Linked DNA regions of Gossypium hirsutum: region 1 is linked to region 2. The links are chromatin contacts, called in public Hi-C maps. All regions are on one chromosome and are shown on one strand. The core of a region is the stretch at or near the end of the contact, and the rest is flanking DNA. Distances in the headings are between cores, read along the strand shown.

Evidence for each region. Hi-C and Micro-C count contacts between places; a contact is called where the count stands out from the background.
Region 1: a contact with region 2 is called in a Hi-C map of hypocotyl, with 6 times the contacts expected there. The contact joins the promoter of LOC107954673 here to the promoter of LOC107954683 in region 2. A contact is called at or near these places in 11 of 34 Hi-C or Micro-C datasets (anther, callus, hypocotyl and 2 more).

The regions. Positions count from the first base shown.
Region 1 is chrD07:31,438,233-31,443,573 of Gossypium_hirsutum_v2.1, reverse strand. LOC107954673 (galacturonosyltransferase 8) reads right to left here and starts at 1,588. Exons shown (of 3, transcript XM_016890300.2): 1 at 1,111-1,588; 2 at 1-961. The coding sequence starts at 1,290.
Region 2 is chrD07:31,177,611-31,182,774 of Gossypium_hirsutum_v2.1, reverse strand. It overlaps LOC107954683 (E3 ubiquitin-protein ligase RNF4), which reads right to left and starts at 3,705. Exons shown (of 5, transcript XM_016890311.2): 1 at 3,470-3,705; 2 at 2,456-2,817; 3 at 2,163-2,217; 4 at 1,112-1,227; 5 at 149-906. The coding sequence starts at 2,701. The coding sequence ends at 685.

The DNA.
Region 1 (5,341 bases), core at 339-2,838, 260 kb before region 2:
TGGGGTACATCTCCGGTAAATAAAACCTCAAATGATTCAAGATTGATAAATACTTGGGGTTCCTAAACTTCATGTTAGTCGTATCTTTCGTGGCATTCTCCAGCGTGTTCTCAAAATAAAACTTCTGCAGATTAGCCGATTCTAACTGTCTTAACACTGGAACATAGGATGAATTCAAAAACTTATAATCCTCTACCGCCTTCACTTCAATATGAGCTCCATTATAATCTTTCAATTTGAACATAACCTGCATTGCCCCAAGATTCATCTTGTCCGTCACCACATGGAAAACATGTTTCCATGGCTCTTTCGCGTTCTTCGTGGCTGAATTCACCACCACGGATGCAGCAAGAACGTTATCAGAAAAGATAGCGTAATGGTAAAGCTTCGGATCCTCGAATTCCGGAGGCATTGGTTTCCCTTCATCTGTATATTTGTCCGGATGCGAGATTCGTTCCTCCATCAACCTCATTGCCAAACAATGTAAGCTTTTTGGGATCGATTTAGCGGCGATAAGGCTGGAAAATGCGCCTTGCTTTTTGGCTTTGGTCAGTTGCTCGTTGACAGCAAAGATGGTGTCTTTTAGTTTCTGGATCTTCAACTGGTTATCGAAAGATTCCTTGGCTTCCGAGATCATTTGGCGCGTGGCTTTGATTCGCTCTTTGACTTCTTTCTCGAACTGTCGTAGCAAGGGCTCGTCGATGGAGAGCGAATCGGTTTCGAAGAGAGCCTGATAGGATGGTTTGCTAATGAGATCCGAGTAGTTTCGAGATAGATCAGCAAAAACCCTAACGATCTTCGAGTTTTCGAGCTTTAGCTTTCGAGCGTAGGAGGCGTAGGCGAGGACAAGAGAGCGGTGGTCGTCGGCTTGTTTCCGGATCTGGTCCAGCCGGGGCTTGAGCGGATCGGATTTGAGTGCCAAAACGGACCTCCTTGTGGATCCAATTCCAGTGGAGAAACCCTAAAAACACCAAAAGAAATAGAAGAAAAAACAACGTCGTTTAATCAGTCACCCTGGAAATGTGCATTTCTCATCTTTTAATTGATCTTAGAATCGAAAAAGAGTGAAATTAAATGTCGAGCCAATAAAGTTAGTTAGTTAGGACTTACAAAGTTGGTTTGGAGATGAGGAGAATGAGAGTGGGAAGTGAAGAAAAAAGAAAGAAGAAAGAAGAAACAGAGTGCAACAGTAATGGCAGAAGCCAATAGTCTAACAGTAAAGCCAAAACCTCCAAACATTGGGCCTCCGCCGCCGACGCCGATTCTTGATGTACGTTGGTGATTTGCCATCTTTCAGATCAATCACCGGCGCATCGAAATGAAAAACAGAAACAAAAGGATAATGATAAGGAAAGTTGAGAGGATAACGAATTTGGTGATGGTGGTATGGCAGTGGCAGTCGCTCACTCTTTAATTGTTTGCGAGTGTGAGTGTGTGTGTGTGTTTTTCATTTCTTTTTACCTAGATGGAGAGAGAGAGATCAATTAGAAAATGTACGGGGGAGATCAACGGCTGTGATTTTCGTTTAGCTAATTTGAGTGATAGCTGCCACTTGGAATCTGGCTAGCAGGAAACGCGGAATCCCGTCTGACTGTCACTCCCTAAGTTTTTTCATTTACTTATCAATTTCAATTGCTTATTAGATTTTTCGTGTTTCTTAATAACGGGTAAATCAGCTCAAATTGAAATGGAATCTGGGAAGGGTGATACAGCTTCAGTGGGAGACAATGGTAGGAGATCCGCAAAAAAGGTTAGGTGGAGGTCGGAGGATCCACCGAATCCGGACAATCCTATTGTTAACGACAAAAGTATGAAAGTGGTCTCGAATGATGTTCAAACGGTGTCATGGAAAAATAAGCTTTTAGTTACCACAGTTGAAAGGATTAATCTGTAGAATGAAGAAGACTTCGAGTTACTTGAGGGTGATGCAAAAAAAAAATCGTTGATTGCATCCCTTCCGTCACTTTCTCCGAACAAGTTTATCAATTTATTGCGAAGTGCATGGTCCGGACTATGGTCGTCAAATTGTTGGGAAGGAAAATTTCATACATTACCATGACCAATAGATTGCAAGCTATTTGGAAAACTAAGCAGTCATTACAAGTTATTGACTTAGAGAACGATTATTTTTTGGTTAATTTTCAGGATGATGATGAATACCTTCATGCGGTGTCGGGAGGTCCTTGGACAATTTTTGGCCAATATCTCACTGTAAGGCCGTGGGCACCTTCGTTCACAACAGATCAAGAGTTTCCCACTAGTTTGTTGGTTTGGATCAAATTGCTTCGGCTGCCGGAGGGCATGTACACGATAAGCCTTCTAAAATTCATTGGAAGCATAATTGGCCCGGTTGCAAAGATAGCCCGCAATACCGACAATAAGTCTATGAGGTAGTTTGCGAGACTTGCGGTTTATATTGACCTTGGGAAATTGCTCGTTTCAAAATTGCAAATGGACGAATAGTTCAACGTGTGGAATAGGAATCTATGTCTTTGGTGTGCTTCGGGTGTGGGAGATTCGGACACTCTTGTGATGCATGTCTGCATAGGCTTGAGAAAGGAGAAACAACTGAAGGGGTTACGGTTGAGAATCTCGACAATGATACAGTGGCTCAAGGAGGGATTACGGATAGGAGCTCCAACAAAGATGCTATAGCACATGGTAGTGACAAAGAGGATCAATTTGGGACATAGATGCTGGTGGAACGCAAATCACGACGGAGGCCCTTGACGGCAACGAAGGAAATTGTCGACAGCATTGATGCGAGGGCCGAAGGATCAAGGTTCAGCGTTCTGAGCAAAAATTACGATGAGGTTGAAGGGATCAAATGTACTGCTTTAAATGGTAGCACTGGAATTAAGGGATCTGATGGGGCAATTTTGGGAAAGGTTTTGCCAGCTAGGGGGAAACTATTGTCTAACCTCCAAATCAAATATAAAGTGTTGAAGAAAAAGTCATCAAAGAACAAAGGTAAAGCTATTGTTTTAGTGAATGGGCCGAAAACTAATTCAAATGTTTTAAAACCAACTAACAACCAAGGGCCCTAATCTAGGTAGGTAGATAACCCATTCAACGATGGATCAAAAATGGGTCTGAAAATTTTTAATAATGGTTCTGATCTAATCAGATTTCAAGCGATTAGCCATGATTTAGACAAAGGAGAAATCTGGTCGTAAGGTTAATGAAAAACAAAGGGATTTCTTTGGGAAAGAGAGAGATGGAACGATTTCCCAACACAGTCTCGAAGGGAGACAATGGGGAGGTGTTCAGTGAGCGGCCAACGGCTGAGATAGAAGGGTTAAGCGCTGATATGGGAAAAATACCAAGGGGTATATCATAGGGGGAGTTATCTGCTCTTCCGATCGACTGGGCTATTGATGCCTTAATTAAGGGCTTATGTCAGGAGGTTGAGAATGACACATCTATGGTAGGTGGAATCTCGATGTTACAAGGGTCGGATAATGAAACTCTGGTTTATGCTAATTCGGAATGAATCCTAGTTAGTGTCTATAGTAGCCTTTTGTTAATTGTGCTAATGTTTCCTAATTTTCGTACCTTGTTTTTCGAACTACCAAGGGTGTGGTCATCCTCGGTTTCGTAATTTTTGGAATAAGTACAGAAAGGAATTTCATTCTAGTCTTGTTGCTCTTTTCAAAACAAGAATCAGTGGTAGCAAGGTTGATTCGACCATTACAAAATTAAGATTCAATAATTCTTTTAGGGTTGAAGCTACAGGGTTTGCAAGAGGAATTTGGGTTTTATGGGATGATAAGACTGAAGTCGATGTGCTGAGGGTTCACCCTCAATTTGTGCATGTGCGGATATGGGATACTCAAGGCCAAATGCCTTTCTTATGCACTGCGGTTTATGGTAAGCCACAAAAGAGCATGAGGGAATATATGTGGGAGGAGTTGGAAATAGTAGCCATCAATGTTGTGGAGCCATGGTTGATGGCAGGAGATTTTAACGCCATTTTATGGTACAATGAACGACAAGGTGGGGTTGAATCTCGTAATGTAGGTTGTAGCCGATTCAACTCTTTTGTTTTTCGTCTTAGCTTAAATTATTTGGGCTTTCAAGGTACCATGTTCACTTGGAATAGGGATAATCTTTTTCATAGATTGGATCGTTCCTTGTGTAATGATCGATGGCAAACTATTGTTCCCAATACTTTTGTCCAGCATCTTCACAGGTTGAAATTAGACCATCGGCCATTTTTAGAGACTGTTAATCCGACTAGCGGGAGGAGAGGGGGGAGAGGCCCTTTAGATTTCTTACTAGCTGGCTAACTCATGCTGAGTTTCGTGACATTGTTGCCAAATCTTAGAGAGCAGAATGTAATGTTGTTGAGAACTTGAGTAGTTTTATTAGTTTAGCTCATGATTGGAACAAGACTGTTTTTGGGAATATATTTGTAAGGGAAAGAAGAGCTTTGAGGGAGCTAGAACGTATTCAAGGAGCCTTGGAGCATTGTAATTCTACACAGTTAAAGGTGAGAGAAAAAGAGATACGACTTGAAGTTGGAAACATCCTGAGCCAAGGAGAATTGTTATGGGTACAGAAATCGATATGTGATTGGCTTTCTAATGGTGACCACAACACTTGCTTCTTCCATAGTCTAACCTTGAAATAGCGAAAAATGAACAAAATTGAAGCTTTGAAGATAGATGAAATTGGATGGTGTTATTATGCTGAGTTTTTAGAAAAACCATGCTATTGAACACTTTTCGAATCTGTACACTATTGATAACTACTCAATTGGGGAGTTTCCTATCAAGAGGTATTTTTCGAAAATTCGATAATGATATTATGGAAGGCCTCAATACTGGGATTAGTATAGAGGAAGTTCTTCAAGCTATTTTCAGCATGACTCCTCTTAAGGCACTAAGAGTAAATGGGATTCATGCCAAATTCTATCTAGCACATTGGGACATACTAGGCGGAAGTGTATTCAAACAATTCTGGTTCTCATCCCCAAGAGTAGTGATGCGGACTCTATAAGTTACTATCGTCCTATTAGTCTTTGCACTATTCTATATAAGATCATTACAGAAACAATTGTGATTCGTCTTTGTCGGGTTATGCAAATGGCGGTGAAACAGAATCATTCAATTTTTATTCCTTCACGCAATATTTCAGACAATGTCATAATTGCTCAATATGTAACACCCCTATACCCGGTCCAATTATATGGACCCGGTATAAGACTATTACATTTGGTGCCAAAACAGTTTTGGCTAGACACTATTTAATTTAAACACTTATACATAGTATTTTAACTTATTTAACCCAAAAATAATTAATATAAACATGTGGGGTCATTATTGGATGTTAGATTATG
Region 2 (5,164 bases), core at 2,456-4,955:
GGAACTTAGGCTACCACCTTTCAAACCAACCAAACTTGCCTAACGCAATTCACCTTAACCAGCAAACCAGGCAGACAACCGAGACCAATCGGTTCACAAACCTTAGCAGAAGGTGCAATATAAGGGGAGTCCACAACCACAAGCAACCTAAAGTCAATTTCTTTTACTGTACATAAATAAGTTGTTTGTCAAGTCTAGATTTAATTCAAATAATAATGAAGCTGAGGTTATCAACTGGCAGATTCACATGCATCTAAGAAAGCAATGAAAAGCATGCTCAGATAACTTGTCAAAAGGATTGTTTGCAGAAATATAGTTTAAAGCTTGGGCATCTTGAAGATTCCAAAATCCAAAAATTAGCTCCGCTGATGCACAGAATTCAATGCTTCTTTCTCTTTTCAATTGCAGTTTGAGTTATCCCTGAAATAGAATAGCAACCATCATCAGAAGTTAATTTGAAAGAATGAATAATATCATTCAGAAAGCTGGCTACATAATTGAAAGAACATCTTGAAGCCCAGTATCATGACAGAAACAGAATGCTTTAGAAAAATGGCAGCGTAACAGTACATATATAATTCCCTTTCACAACCTTTGATTCATTTTCCTTCCAAAAAGACATCACACACATACACACACACAGAACAGCAAGTTTACATCACTAATTGGGCATGAAGCTCATTTTCAGCTGGCTGATGGAAGGAAGACCCTAATTAGTTCCTTTACAGTCACTCTTTTCCTGCAAGTTGGGCATTTTCCCTGGGCTGCTATTGCAGCTTTGATGCATGCCTTGCAGAAAATGTGCCCACATCTTGTTGACATCTCCTCATTTAATGAACCCATACAAATTGGACAAGTGAAGGTTGGCTCCTTGGGAAGTGACTGGGGCTTTGTAATTTCCTTGACCTGCCAATCAATTAGTTAGTGACTTTTATTCATAACTTCAACAAAAAGCCAGAGGTGCCACTGCATGAGAACATGTGAATGGACAAAAAGTTGGGAGATGTCCAGTCAAAATGTCTTAGATCTGATGACTAGAAACATATGTACACCCTATCCTTGAAAAAATCTGCCTTGCATCTTTTGTAAGCACTAAGAAATAAGTTCTTACCATAGACTGCGGTGAACTCTCCAAATTGATATACCGATCACAATTGATAACTACTGGGGTCGGAGGAAGTCTCCTGCACCTGTTCAGGTTATTATTAGTTGACCGAGCAGGCCGCCCTGGAAGGAGAGAGATGTGAGCTGCAACAACTTCAAATACCTAGTAATCTAGGGTCCAACACTTCAACTACAAAAGAATAAATAAAGTAAATAAAGAACCACCAGTCTCTAAGTTGGTTGACCTATCCAGTGACACAAGAAACATAAAATTGGAGTAGATCAGTTCGCTGCGAAATAACATTTACCTCACTTGAGGAAAAGGTCTGTTTTATTCTAGTGCTTGAGCCATCAGTAAACAGTACAACCCACTTCACAGGCCCCGATTAAGGGCAAACAGCTCAGAGACATGTGTATATTCTATAATCCCCTTAACAAACTAATATAGACTATAAAGTTATCAAAAATTAGTAGTATATAGTTCTAAATCTAAAGCAATCACACCAAAAATATGTTCTGAGAACTCGAGGACATACGAAACAAAGTTTTAATACAATTCTCAGAAGTATATAAAGAAAAAATTGATCGGTTTCTTCTAATGAGTTATGAGGCACATGATGTCAAATAGATTTCCACTTGGATTAAAGACATGTTTGGTAAATAGATTGTGATTGCTTTGCTTGTAATTGTCATTTCTGAAGAGAATTCATCCAGGTTCCTTCCGTATTCCTATTAATCTTTTATTTTATTATTATTATTATTATTATTTGGTATTTTATCACCCAAAAAAACCACACGAAAATCCCTTATGATCAACAAGTTAAAGGGTGGTCTTAAGTTTCCCTAAGGACCCTCTAACTCATAAAAATAATTAATCACCTAAATCATGTCAGAAATCAAATTATTATGGCGTCAATAATATAACTAAAATGGAATCTTTTGACGTCGAGCAGATATATAGAACAAGGTTCTTTTATGCAACATGCTTACGGCAATGCAGGTAGCAGATGACGAAAAAGAAAATATTAGCCACACCCTTCCCTAATAAATTTAGCTACCTGAATCTACGTCAACAACAGTCCTTCCACGGCTTCTCCTAGAATTGTTTTTAGCCTGACATAAAACCCCAAGAAAATTAATAACAGTCTACATAATGCAAATGAATCCATAAAGACAAGTTTAATGTACAGTTAATGTGAAAACAAAATACTATTGAACAAGAACTGCATACCGCTGCGAATGCTATAGCGGAAGATTCAATTACATCACCATCATGCAAATGAATCCATAAAGACAAGTTTAATGTACAGTTAATGTGAAAACAAAATACTATTGAACAAGAACTGCATACCGCTGCGAATGCTATAGCGGAAGATTCAATTACATCATCATCAATAGCTTCAACATCAATAGCTTCAACATCAATAGTTGCAGATGGTGGAGGCTGTACGGGTTGAGTAGTCAGTTGCTCAGATCCAGCCTGCTGCGAAGTACCCTCCTGTTCCCTGATTTCAGTGGGAGGAACATTGAGATCCAGGAGTGCCTTCCTTCGTCGATACCCTCTAACAGAAGGCCCCCTCACTTCTATTGTGCTCATGTTCGGCTTAATATTTTTCCTAAGTGCTATTCAAATATGCAGCCTCAACAATACCTAAAAACAATCACCTTGAACTTCAACATCAAGTTTTCACTAAAACCAATAAATTCTTTCACCTGATTGAAGCACGAGAAAAATAACATTTGAAAAGTATAAGAAACTCACAAATACTTGATTCAATCTCGACAGTTACGAAAAAAACTCATGATTTAGAACTCAAAAAGATCCAGAAAATGAGCAGACAGACACTTAATTCTTCTAAACTCTTAATTTGAAAAAAATGAAAGAGTAATATGCAAATAGTAATTTGAATAATATTTTAGCAAAAAAGATATGTTTTTTTTCTTTCTCAAGCTTGCTTCCTTAATGATCCAAACAGCACCAAATGAGTGAACAACTGATTTCCATATTTCCAGCTTGATATTGTTGATTAAATTAATTTATTTAAAGAAGTACGGGATAATGAACAACCACTCGACATAAAATCATTTTTTTTTTAATTAGTCAACATTCGAACTAGAACCGATCGGCAGATAAAAACCCGCAACCAATCAATTATAATAAACTGATAATCAAATAAAAAATGAACTTTAAGAAATTTAATCAAATTTAATTTAAGAACACATCAAGATTAGAAAAAAAAATGTAATAAAAATATCTCAAATCTCAGCAATTGAACATCAACCAGATCACCGCATTGATTAAAACGAATTGAAAAAAGAATAAAAGAAATTAACAAGAGAAAGTATGAGAGATTTAAAAAAATACCTTGAAATCATGGAAAAATGGAATCAATTTTCGAATTCAAAAAATTCCCAAAAGAAAAAAAAAGAATAATTGGAAGGAAAAAGAAAATTAGGATTTGGAAGGGAGGGAGGGAGATGAGGGAAGGTGGAAAACCTTATGAAAATCTTGTGAATTTAGGGTTTTTAAACAGGCAAAAGAATTTAGTGCGAGGGAATGGAAAGGAACTGCTGGTCACAAACCAGGAAATCTTGGTTTCCACGTGGCTTGATCTCTCGAATTCTAATACCTGTCACGTGGTGACTCACATATGCACCACGTGGCTATTTTAAAAATTAGTTCATTTTTAAAAGTTAGATTCATGCTAGATTCTCATTCTTAGCAAGTGGCTTAATTATGTTTATGTGAAACCATGGAATAAAAATATAAAAATTTTATATTTTTTATACATTTATAATTTATTTCTTATTTTAATTTTTAGGAATTTAATTTTTATATTTTTTGAATTTAAAAATTTAATTTAGTTATTATGATTATTAAATTTTTTATTAAATTTATTAGAGTAAAATCTTAAAATTAAAAATATATATTCACTTGATAATTATGCAATAATAACCATAATGTTGAAAATAGTAACTAAAATTTTTTTCCTTAAAATTATTCATTTGAATTTGTCATGATAAAATATTCTTGGTTGTTGTTGTGTTCATAAGAAAAATTGACATCAACATTTGATTGACATAATTAACGATATTAACTGTTTAGCCTAACTAATTATATTATAAAATAAAGGAAGCAAATTATATAAAAAATTAAAGCATGTATATATTAAATCTCACATTTCAGTATAATATAGAGACTATTATCTTATAATGTAAAAAAGAAAACAAAGACAAACTCAAAAGAAATGGGAAGCCACTCTATCAATCTCTAAGAGTTTTAAGACATTTAAATTATATATAACAAAGTAATATTTTAATAAAAAATAAAAATATTAACTATTTTAATTAATTAATAATATTATAAAAATATAAAGATCAATTTGTGTTAGAATTAAAATATAAATATTAAATCACAAATTTAAGCATAACAAAAGAATTAAAATTTTAACCACTAATTTATGATGTAAAAAAAGTTTGAGAGTACCATGATGTGCCATGCGTCAATAGAAGGAGGATCATTTAGACCTTTTTATATCTATATTATTTGTAAAGAATTATAAAAGATTATGTTATTTGCAAAGTAAGATATATGATTTTGTCAGTGTTTTTATAAATAAAAATAAAAATTTAGGCTAAATAGGCTATATATACCAAAAAAAATTAATTGACTAAATAGGTCGATATTTTGAAAATTTAAGGAAATAGACCGTTTTTAGAGAATGTGTGAAAGTGCCTCCAACTGGATGCGCTTTCCCTTTAAATTGCATTTTTTTTTACTTTTTTTATATAATTAGCTTCTAGTTAGATGGTTAAATGTTAGTGGTTTTGTTCTTGAGTTTCGAGTTAGATTCTTTTTTCACTCACATTTGTATTTTTTATCTTACTTTATTCTTACTTTTCTTATTATTCTATTGTTCTTGTCTTCTAATTTGAATTTTTGAATTTATTAAAGAAAAAATTTATTACAAATTGTCGAAAGATTCGATTCGTTAGAATCCGATCCAAGAACAAGGATTATTAGTAAAAATAGAATTTTCGGGAGATATAGAAAGATGCA